2 separate regions of the Triticum aestivum genome follow, and region 1 is linked to region 2. The links are chromatin contacts, called in public Hi-C maps. All regions are on one chromosome and are shown on one strand. The core of a region is the stretch at or near the end of the contact, and the rest is flanking DNA. Distances in the headings are between cores, read along the strand shown. Region 1 holds the start of LOC123127186 (glucomannan 4-beta-mannosyltransferase 1). Region 2 holds the start of LOC123127185 (peroxiredoxin-2E-2, chloroplastic).

Region 1 (5,664 bases), core at 413-2,912, 410 kb after region 2:
GAATGACAACACTAAAGGCGCGGGAATTGAAGAGGCAGGCCGGCCCACTAGGGGAAAAGGATCGCCTCATTGGCCCGCTGACAAGAATTGGGCCAAACAGGTCTCGTAAAGTACATGTATAAATATTCCGCTTCCTTCTTCCTCTATCGCTAGCTAGCAACAAATTGGCTTCGGGCGGATGGTTGAACTCGCTATGAGGGTGGATGAGTGGTTTTACACAACAGATAACTAATTCCCCATTCCTCTTGCTCCCTAGCAACCCAAGATCGATCGTGAGTGCAAGGGGAGGCGCTTACAATGGTGATGGAGAGGACGACAATGGACGATGGCAAACGAGTAGGTGGTTCCCTTCGAGGGGTGTGGAAAGAGGAGGGGAGAGATGAGTGAGTCGGTAGGACAATACATGAGCCGACTGATCCTTCCTAGGGATCATCGTGTTGATGCCTAGTAGGTGCCGTTTTTTCAACCATACTTAGAGAACGGTGAATAATTGAATCCAATCAGAAGGGTGATAGTGTTATCTGCAGGAAGAAGCCCGATCAAAGTGAGATACCAGTAAAACAAGGCCATGATCTATAAAAAGTACTAGCATAGTATTACACACCATACTAACCACTCAGACACAAGTCTCTCATGAGAAAAAGATGGTTAGGAGTATTGTTGTACTCCAACTCACCAAAAATTAAAATGTATTTGTTGATGCATTGTGTTTTTTCAGTTGTGTGTGATGTTTTCGTCGATAGTGACACACATGTGGTGACTTTATCAATTTTGAACTCCATGACTCCGGTTTTCTGATGCATCTTTCTTTCCCATGCAGGAGCCGGGATGTCCTCCTTTTCCAAAAAACGACTCTGGTTTTCAGCATGCACCATGAGTGTGTGCGTACGTGACAGTGTGTGTGCATGTTTACCTACATCGTACTTTTTTGTTTCTCAACAATTTTCTCTTACCGTTTCCTCACTGATACAGTAGTACAAGAAACATGTCCTACTACCAAACTAGGAACAGGATTCCTCAATTTCCCATCTTTGCTCTTAATCTGCTTTCGTCTCCCTTTTGGCTAAAAAGCAAATCCCACCCAAAAGCTGCACAATATCCATCCATCCATCCACAAACGAAACCACCCCAACCCACAGTGACCAGCACGGCGTAGGCAATAACCACTTAACTGACCTTGTGACACATGAGCTCAGCTCAGCCGGCTCGTCCCAGTTCCTACCCCCGCGGCGCACCACCGACACTCCCTCGCCCGACCCCATCCGATCTCACCCCCGCCCGACAAATCATGGCGCCGCTTTGCACTGTTAAGGGGGTGTTTGGTTCAGGGACTTTTTAGTCCCAGAGACTAGAAAAAGTCCCTAAAAAGTCCCTAGGAACCAAACGGGAGGGACTTTTTTTACAGGGACTAGAAAAAGACTCTACTAGAGAGTCTTTTTTGATTAGTCCCTGGGACTAGAAAAAGTCCTAGGACTTCTCAACCAAACACCCCCTAAATCCAATCCCCGCCCCCCTTTACTTATCACCACGCTGCTGTGCCCTATTCTACTCATTTTACACTCCTTGGAAACGGAATCCATGGCGCATAGTAAGTCCACACAAAACCCTACATGTGCAGCTGCGCCTCGCGCCCCTTTTATAAAACCCCGCACACACTCGCACACACCACTCCATCCCCCAAAGCAGCTCCCCCCACAGTCCCAGCTCGCTCCACACTGGCCAGCCCGCAGCCCCTGGCACACGCTAGCTTGCTCTAGCTAAGCTAGCTAGCAGGGCCTCGCGCGTGGCATTACCTCGTCCCGGCCGCCGGCGAGGAGGTCTAGCGTAGCCAAGGGCAAGGCGAGCGAGCGAGCGATGGACGCGGCGGTGGGGCTGCCGGACGCGTGGTCGCAGGTGCGGGCGCCGGTGATCGTGCCGCTGCTGAAGCTGGCGGTGGCGCTGTGCCTGCTCATGTCGGTGCTGCTCTTCCTGGAGCGGCTCTACATGGCGGTGGTCATCGTCGGGGTGAAGCTGCTCGGCCGCCGGCCGGAGCGCCGGTACAAATGCGACCCCATCTGCGAGGACGACGACCCCGAGCTCGGCAGCGCCGCCTTCCCCGTCGTGCTCGTCCAGATCCCCATGTTCAACGAGCGGGAGGTACCACATTTTCCTTCCGCCCCATCGCCATTGCCGCCACAAGCTCCAGCTCCACTTCCCTCTCTGTTCCTCTCACCCATTGGTTTCTTCTTGCATTTAACATTTTTTTCATATTTTGTGCGTGATAATACGTGCAGGTGTATCAGCTGTCGATCGGCGCGGTGTGCGGGCTGTCGTGGCCGTCGGATCGGCTGGTGGTGCAGGTGCTGGACGATTCCACGGACCCCCTCGTCAAGGTGAGGAAGATCTTATCCCCCGGCCGCTCTCGGGTCGAACAGTACAAGTAGTGGTGCCAGTGGTAGTAGTACTGGCCTGGTAATTATGGAGGCTCATGTTCACCTGTCGGTGACTACGCCCCCTGCCACCCCCCACCCCCAAACTATCCATGGTCCGTCCACCCGAACCTCGAAGCTCCCGGGATTCCCTCTCACTCCACCGTCCCCTTTTCCATTTTTCCCAAAGGGAAAAGCCGTGACACCCGGGGCGCTCGCTGCAGTGCCAGGCTCCGACCGGCCTTGTCTTTTAGACACGTCGCCTGGCCTGGGTACTGCCTCGCGGTCGCCGTCACGGCACAGGGCTTCCCCCTGTTTATAATTAAGAGCAAGGAGCCACTCCCCAGCTCCCAGCGAGATTTGGCCATTAGTTACTAGTAATAACTCTCAGCTTCACCTAGCAAATCTAACCATGTGCGGCACACGCTGTGTAACTAAAAATCTGAAATGTTTTTCTATTTAACATTTGTGCCTAGTCAATTCAGACTCGTGTTGAGGAGTAGGAGTAGTAGTAGTTGACACGCCTGCGCTTGTCGGTGCCCAAACTGATGGTGTGTCCTGTGTGTGCGGTTACACGGCTGTCTCGCCGTTTCCGTAATCGGAAAAAAGGGCGGCGAAGATCAAAACCGTTTTCCATTTTTGTCTGCCCTCCAAACTGGGATTCACATTGGCGGGTCGTGATAATCCACGAACAAGAGCCGAAAAAAATCTGGGCATCTTTCGCGCGCGAAGGAACGGCTCCCGATGATTTTGGCGGGGCGGGCTATGCTGTGCTACTAGCAAGGACGCTGCGCGCGGTCCGGTGTCGTTAATTGGAGATCGGACGGGCATTAAATGCCCCCAACGGTTTGACCGACGGGCCACAAGTGGCGATTACCCTAGTATCTTTTACGCGCCGGATCAACCAGAGCTGGCACTTGTCAGAATATTTTCTTTTCTTTCTTTTACTATTACGGCCTTCCTTCCAAGAGGTAAAAAATAATATAAAATAAAATAAATGGGGGGAAAGCAAGGCAAAAACCCCTGCGCGGTTATTCCCCTGGAAAAGCACGTGCTGGGCACGTGACGGGGCACGCCGTTAAATGTGTAATCAAGTCGCCACCGTAGTTGTACGTGATCCTCGCGATCGGCAGACAGTAATTAAGCTTGGGGTACGTAGGCCGTGGCAAGGCATGCTTGGCTGGTGCGTACGGGGCCCTGTCGTCGGTTCTCATTACTCATTAGTTTAGGCCATGGTCAGCCCTTGCTTGGCCCAGCCTAGGACGTTGATTGTAATCCACGTTTGGTTCTACTACTACGCCACTAGCCCTTCCCGGCTTGGTCCTGGTTTACTAGGTGTCCACTATGTGTAAACCATGTGTTTTGTACAATGTAGTAATGGCATCCAGAGATGGCATTACATGGTTTGCAGCTTAGTCGTCGTTTCCAAGCTTAGAAAGATGCCAACAGTATTATGATCTTAATAGTATTGGTTATGGTACTTGTCCCTCCAAAAGGAGGATACCATGATTGGAGCCCAATATCTCCATGAGAGCCGTGGGCATTTTAATTTACGTCCCACCCAATAATTGCCTACTCGTTGTGAATGTGAATTGTGAAACGTGCCTGTCAATCAACGGCGGCTAATCATCATGTGTGCTTGGCCCGTGCAGGAAATGGTTCGGATGGAGTGCGAGCGGTGGGCGCACAAGGGGATCAACATCACGTACCAGATCCGGGAGGACCGCAAGGGGTACAAGGCCGGCGCGCTCAAGGCCGGGATGAAGCACGGGTACGTGCGCGAGTGCGAGTACATGGTCATCTTCGACGCCGACTTCCAGCCGGACCCCGACTTCCTGCACCGCACCATCCCCTACCTCCACCACAACCCGGAGATCGCCCTCGTCCAGGCGCGATGGCGCTTCGGTAAGTTTTCACCAAAAAGAATCATTACTTCAGTTCAGTTCCTCAAAATTTGCGAGTTCAGTTTCAGCGGCGTGCCTTAGGGGACACAAAAGTAGGAAATTTTGGCATCTTGTACTGTATGTAGGCTAGAATAATCAATCAAGAGAACGAAAGGAAGAAAAAGACAGAGGCCACCGTGCTTCAAAGGTTTCACCGCGGTTCAGTCTAGGAATCAGGATCGGCGGCCAGTTTCCCTGTTTGGAAGCAAGCCTAGGATGCGTCCAAGCCCAACTAACTCTTCTTCCAACCGTGCTGTCTCGCCCGAAGGCCACTGCGAGGATGTAGCTGGACACCTGAAGGAAGATCCAAGTTTCCTCTTAGCGCTAAAATAAAATAAAATAATAATGCCTGGAGAGCGTTTTGCCTCATGGGGGATCAGCTAGCTCGTGGTGGTGCTAGTACGCTCTGCTAGATCTGGCGGGTCGGTTGCGTACCGTGGCGCCATGGTACGGTACGGTTGGGAGGGATGGCAAGTTAAGTCCTTGCGGGAGGGACGGCACGTCCCCGTGGCCGCCACTGTTGCGTGCGGCGCGTCTCGTGCCTGGGTATGCATCCCTTCCCTGGGGCGGCGGGCTGTCGGTCGGCCGGAGTTCACTCCGGCCCGGCTCCTCGCCGATCCGATCGCACGATCTAAACGAGGGAGACCCCCTCGGCCGTCGACTCGTCGTCGGTGGCGCCGTCGGTGATCCGAATAGTGCTGCGTGGCGTCCGCTCGTCAGGCTCTCTGCGCTTTTCCCGGTTAGCAGCGTGGGCCATGGGACAGATCTTCGGGCGCCCACGTGGTGCGGCCCGCCTCTACAAGGCCCGCGGGCCCGCCGTCGGTGACCGGCGTGGGCCACGTCGGCCATGGCTTCTTGTCACTACCGCATCCAGTTGCGGTGCAGGCAGGGCGTGCCTTGTCCTGGCGCCCGAGATTTGTCCTCGCAGACAGCAATAGAAATTGCCACGGAAGAGATAAGCATATTGGTACTCAACTCAATACTACTAGCTCATAACTCGTCAGTACTGAAGTGCGGCATCTGAGATTCTCGGTGTGTGTTTAGATCATCATTGCATGATGCCATGCCATGCCACCAGCTCGCGTCCTAGATTCACCTTTGCCGTCGTGGGGCGCGGCCAGACAGATTAGCGCGGGGTGGCGCCGGCTTGAATCGTGCCGTGATCCCGTGATGTGTCTGCAAAGACTGCAGGGTCCGCCCTATAAAGCTCCAAGATTTGCGAGTGCTCCCTACGGCTAACCTCCAAGATTTACTTTTTATTGGGCCGTGTCAGTGCAGTGCGCCCACATCCTCTGCTCGGTCCAACTGTACTG
Region 2 (4,974 bases), core at 1,087-3,586:
TTTTGAATTTGCGAACAAATTTTCAAAACATGAGCACTTTTAAAATTTGTGAAAAAAACTTTGAAAGTAGGAACATTTTTTGAAATTCCCCCAAATTGTCGAATTTGTGAACAAAAAATAAAAAACATTTTAAAATTTTCGGAAAATTTGTTGAAACAGAAAATAAATTTGAAATAGGAAATAGAAAAAGAAAGAAAGGACAAAGAGAGACAGAAAAAGGAAATGAAAAATGAAAAAAAATGATAGAAAAGAAAAATAAAAAAGAAACAGAAAAAACCAGTTCACAAACCTCCTAGAAGGTTCCCAAAACCGGAAAAAACCCGGCTGGAACCTTCCAGAAGGTTCCCAAAACCAGAATCGTGGGACACAGGCGTCGCCTCTAAATGGGCCGGGCCGTCTTGATCGAAGGTGTGCGGTACGCAGACATTTTGACGCTGGCAGATGTTTCAGGAACCTTGTAGAAGGTTCCTGAATCATTTTTTTTCTGTTGTTTTGTTTATATTTTTTTTCTTTTTATGAAAGTTCACATATTTTTCAAATCATGTTCCTGTTTAAATTTTACTTCACATATTCAAAAAATGTGCGTGTCCTAAAAAATGGTTGGAATATTCAGAAAGTTGAGTGTATACTAAAAATAGTTCAACGCATATTAAAAAATGTTTGTGTGTAGGAAAAATATTTTTATTGTATAATTAAAAAATTTCTTCAGATATTGAAAAATGTCCAATATATATAAAAAATGTTCACTGTAGATTGAAAAAAATATTCGGTATGCATTTGAAAAATGTTCAACATATACTAAAAATGTTGACGTTTTCAAAAATAGTTCTGAAATTTCAAAATATGTCCCTGTTTTCAAATTTGTTTCTCAATTTAAGAAATGTCAGGTTTCAAAAGTAGTTCGGGAATTTAACAAGGGATTTTCAAAATGTGTTCACATATTCCTAAAATGTTCGTGTTTTTTTTTAAATTTCAATTTTTGGCATATTTTTAAAATTCAAGGCTACAGTAACAAAATATAGTGAACCAGATGGAGCTGCAGTAACTTTTTTTAGATGAAACGCCACTGTAACTATTGGTGAACCGAGACGAGTCACTGGAGTAAACCGCTGCAGTGTGAATGGGCCTGCGGCCCAAAGTGGCTGGCCCCGTGCGGCCTGGTACTTTTCGATGGTATATTTAGCGTCACCTATAGGTTTCTAAAAAAAGGGTTTGTTTTCCTTTGTCACAAAAAAAGCATATAGGTTTTCTGTGTTTTTAAATACATTCATTGGCATAAAGTGAAAGGTTACCTTTTGATTTACCAAGTGGAGGAAGGATTAGTAGCTGGTTACCAAACTGAATATTCTGGTATCAAGCATGGTTTATTTATCTTGTTTCTTACCTAAATTTATTAGGAAAAAACACAAATTTGCTTCTCGTGGAAGCACGCAGATTTGCTTTCGCAAGAAGTAAAGTCGTGCTTCTCGATAAAGGAAAAAAAATCCGGAATGGTGCTTCCGGTTTCCTGTATTTTTTCTTCAATTTTTTCGGTATTCGTTTTTGTTGTTGGTATTTCATGTTTTCTTTTTTTGGATTTCCATTTTTTCATGAATTTTTCGTTCAAACTTATTAACATGGTATCTAGTTTCGAAGATCTCGATGTGAGAAGTCCCACGGTAAAAACGGTTCGAGATTTGGGCGCACGATTTAAGAGATAAAACGATTTGGACGCACGGTTTAAGAGATAAAACGTTTTGAATAAAACACATTTATGCAAAAATGAAACCACTCAGGTCATGATAAGGGATCCATATGCAGTGTATCACATTGTCAGCGCGTGAGAGATCTAGGGAAAAAGAATACCTAATCATGAGGATCCTCCAGAATCTTTTCACATTCAAGTAATGCATCTTGATTGCAGCGGTTTCAACCTATGATTTATAAATAGCTTCAACACAAAAGACAAAACAATCTCTCCAACGCATAAATGGTTGTGAGTTTACGTGGTTTCGGACTTGGTACAACCTCAAAACACCTTCCCTTTGGTTTGCACGACCAAAAAATTATTCTGAAGGTCTACAGAAAAGATTAAAAAAATATGAATCACTTGTCAGCGTGTGAGAAGATGAGGAGCGAGCTTTGCAAAGGTAACCCTCGACTTTTTTTTTGCGAATTGGGAATTGAGGTAACCCTCGAGTTGTGATTTCGGAAAAGAACGCGAACCCGAGAGGGGAGAGAACCAAACAGGCCCAACCAAGTGCTGGGCCGCCTGCCTAATCCAGGGCAACAGCACGACGTCCACCCATTCCGCCGACGCGTCCAACGAACCAACCAAAATCGCGCTGCTCCCACCTATCACGTCGCGCCCGGCCGTTCCTTCCATCCAAAACCTAAACCCCACCCCCACGCTCTTCCCAAGGCCGAACAGATAGCATTTCCTCGAACACATCGCCTCGTCCCTCCTCCATGGCCACCGCGTCGCTCTCCGCTCTGTCCTCGGCGGCCGCCGCCGCCGGCAAGCGCTTCGTCATCTCCTCCCCGTCGCTCTCCTTCGCCTCCCGCCGCATCGCCGCCCCAGCCCGCCTCCGCGCCGCCGCCGTCCCGGGGGCGAGGAGATTCGCGGCTTCCGCGGCATCGGCATCCACGGTCGTGGCCACCATTGCGGTCGGCGACAAGCTGCCCGACGCCACGCTCTCCTACTTCGACCCGGCCGACGGCGAGCTCAAGACGGTGACTGTCGGGGAGCTGACTGCAGGGAAGAAGGTCGTGCTCTTCGCGGTCCCGGGCGCCTTCACCCCGACCTGCTCGCAGAAGCACCTGCCAGGGTTCATCGAGAAGGCGGGCGAACTCCGGGCCAAGGGGGTGGACACCGTGGCGTGCGTCTCGGTGAACGACGCCTTCGTGATGAAGGCGTGGAAGGAGAGCCTCGGCCTCGGCAAAGACGTGCAGCTGCTGTCGGACGGCAACATCGAGCTCACCCGCGCGCTCGGCGTGGAGATGGACCTCTCTGACAAGCCCATGGGGCTCGGCGTGCGGTCCCGCCGCTACGCGCTCCTGGCAGACGACGGCGTCGTCAAGGTGCTCAACCTGGAGGAGGGCGGCGCCTTCACCACCAGCAGCGCCGAGGAGATGCTCAAGGCGCTCTGAGCCGCGCCTGCTCTGCTCCTTGCCTGAGTCGTGTCTAGTGCTCCGGAGTAGTGAATAATAATCCGACGAACTGTTGCTCGTGTGAGTGTCCTTCGATGCGTCGACATCGTGGAGAGGATTTTGTTTTGTTTTGTTGAGAATTGCGTGCTGTCCATGTGCTCGATGAAATGACTTGAATTTTTCAAGGCGTCGTACTTGTTCTTAGCATTGTCGGTGGTAAAGCCTTTGCTGAGATGTTTACATAGCTCGCGTACAAAATACTCCCTCCGTCCCATAATATAAATATAAGAGTGTTTTTTACACTATATTTAGTGTTAAAAACGCTCTTATATTGTGCTGAGATTGAAAGCAGCTAAGATAGGTACGGATGCGATGAAGGGTGTTTCAAAGTTCTGATGAAGGGTGTTTCAAAGTTCTATAACAAGAGATGGAAATTTTGGATGCAGACCAACTGGTAGCAAATAGTGTATCTCTCTTTTTTGCACTGCATGAAGACACCGAGCAAAACCTATTTGGACCGTCGATCCATTTACACAGATTAGCTAATTGTCCGTGCGTTGTGCGCATACTTATTATAGTGATTCAATACTAATTATATCAGACATATGCCTTACACACACTATATTTAAGATTTTGATCACATTTAACTTGATTTGAGTATAGGTAGAGAATGCAAGGGAAGTTTTGATTTAGTTGAGGCTTTGTTAAGTTTTAATTTGATTTGGGTATTTATAGGGGAGGAAATGAAAGTTTTGATTTAGTTGTGACATTGAGTTAATGCCGGACGTGATTTTAGTAAAGTATCGATTATGTTTAGATTATTCCAAGTTACTCTATTTATGTTGGTTTTAATTTTGTGCAGCATTGATTGAGACTACAAAAAAATCAACATAAAACATAGAAGGAAGGGGGTCGTGGGGAGGAAAATCCAAGGGAGAAAGGGAGGCGACGGAACCAACTCCCTTTAATAGTAGAGATAGCCGTTGCAAACCCTATTCTATTTAGAGCATTCATGACATGCGCTTGTGCAAGCTTGTACTCCACACAAAACCTCGAAACACCTTGATCGAATATTCCAAACAACGTGCATAGGTGAGCTAGTGTCGGTTAGAGCCCCTGGATATTTGTGGTTGGACCATTCAAACCATTTGCAAGTTGTCTCCTTGCAGTTTAGTCAGAGCATCTGAGTTGATCATTTGGATGCCTCCGAGCTACACGAAAAATGTGTGCAACGGTCAGATTTTTTGGGTTCAGCCTAATACCTCCCCCCCCCCACACACACCCATATCCTACCAACTCACTCAAGATCTTCATTTCAGCGCGCGCGCGTGTGTGTCCACTACTCCAAAATTCATGTCATACCTTTCTTTTGTTTGCTTTCAGGCATACCATTCAAATACACAACCTTGTCTTGTCCAAGGATCCATTCAATGAGCGTTTGAACGTGGAGAAGAATATCTTTTGAAGCGCAAGCAAAGGTTCATCGCAAAACTACATTCTCTTGTTATTTGGGAGGGTGTGCATCTCATACATTCGCTAGGTGTGCTTGGGGGGCCTTCAACGTGTGAATGAACCAAGAAGTTTATGAGGCATTGAAGATTGCCTACTATGTGAAGATCTGACATTAGTGAGGCTATACCTTCTGGGTCGTAAGCCATGGTGAAAATTTTTGATTGCCCTCCACGGTCCATTCATGCATGTAATCCTACATGGACATAACAACGAGACCTTGATGATTTGAAGTTTCCATCAACGTGGACTAGGATAGCGCCAACTGAACCAGGGGACAACAATATCAGGCCTCTACGTGTTTGCAACCTGTAATCTCATATCCCTTTATTTTAC

What was found. A called contact is a pair of places that touch in the nucleus more often than the background predicts.
Region 1: a Hi-C map of leaf shows a contact between it and region 2, with 5 times the contacts expected there. The contact joins the promoter of LOC123127186 here to the promoter of LOC123127185 in region 2. A contact is called at or near these places in 2 of 5 Hi-C or Micro-C datasets (both in leaf).

What each region holds. Positions count from the first base shown.
Region 1 is chr6A:179,527,219-179,532,882 of IWGSC CS RefSeq v2.1, forward strand. It overlaps LOC123127186 (glucomannan 4-beta-mannosyltransferase 1), which reads left to right and starts at 1,663. Exons shown (of 9, transcript XM_044546762.1): 1 at 1,663-2,136; 2 at 2,274-2,372; 3 at 4,061-4,313. The coding sequence starts at 1,855.
Region 2 is chr6A:179,121,164-179,126,137 of IWGSC CS RefSeq v2.1, forward strand. LOC123127185 (peroxiredoxin-2E-2, chloroplastic) reads left to right here and starts at 2,337. Exons shown (of 1, transcript XM_044546761.1): 1 at 2,337-3,314. The coding sequence starts at 2,449. The coding sequence ends at 3,129.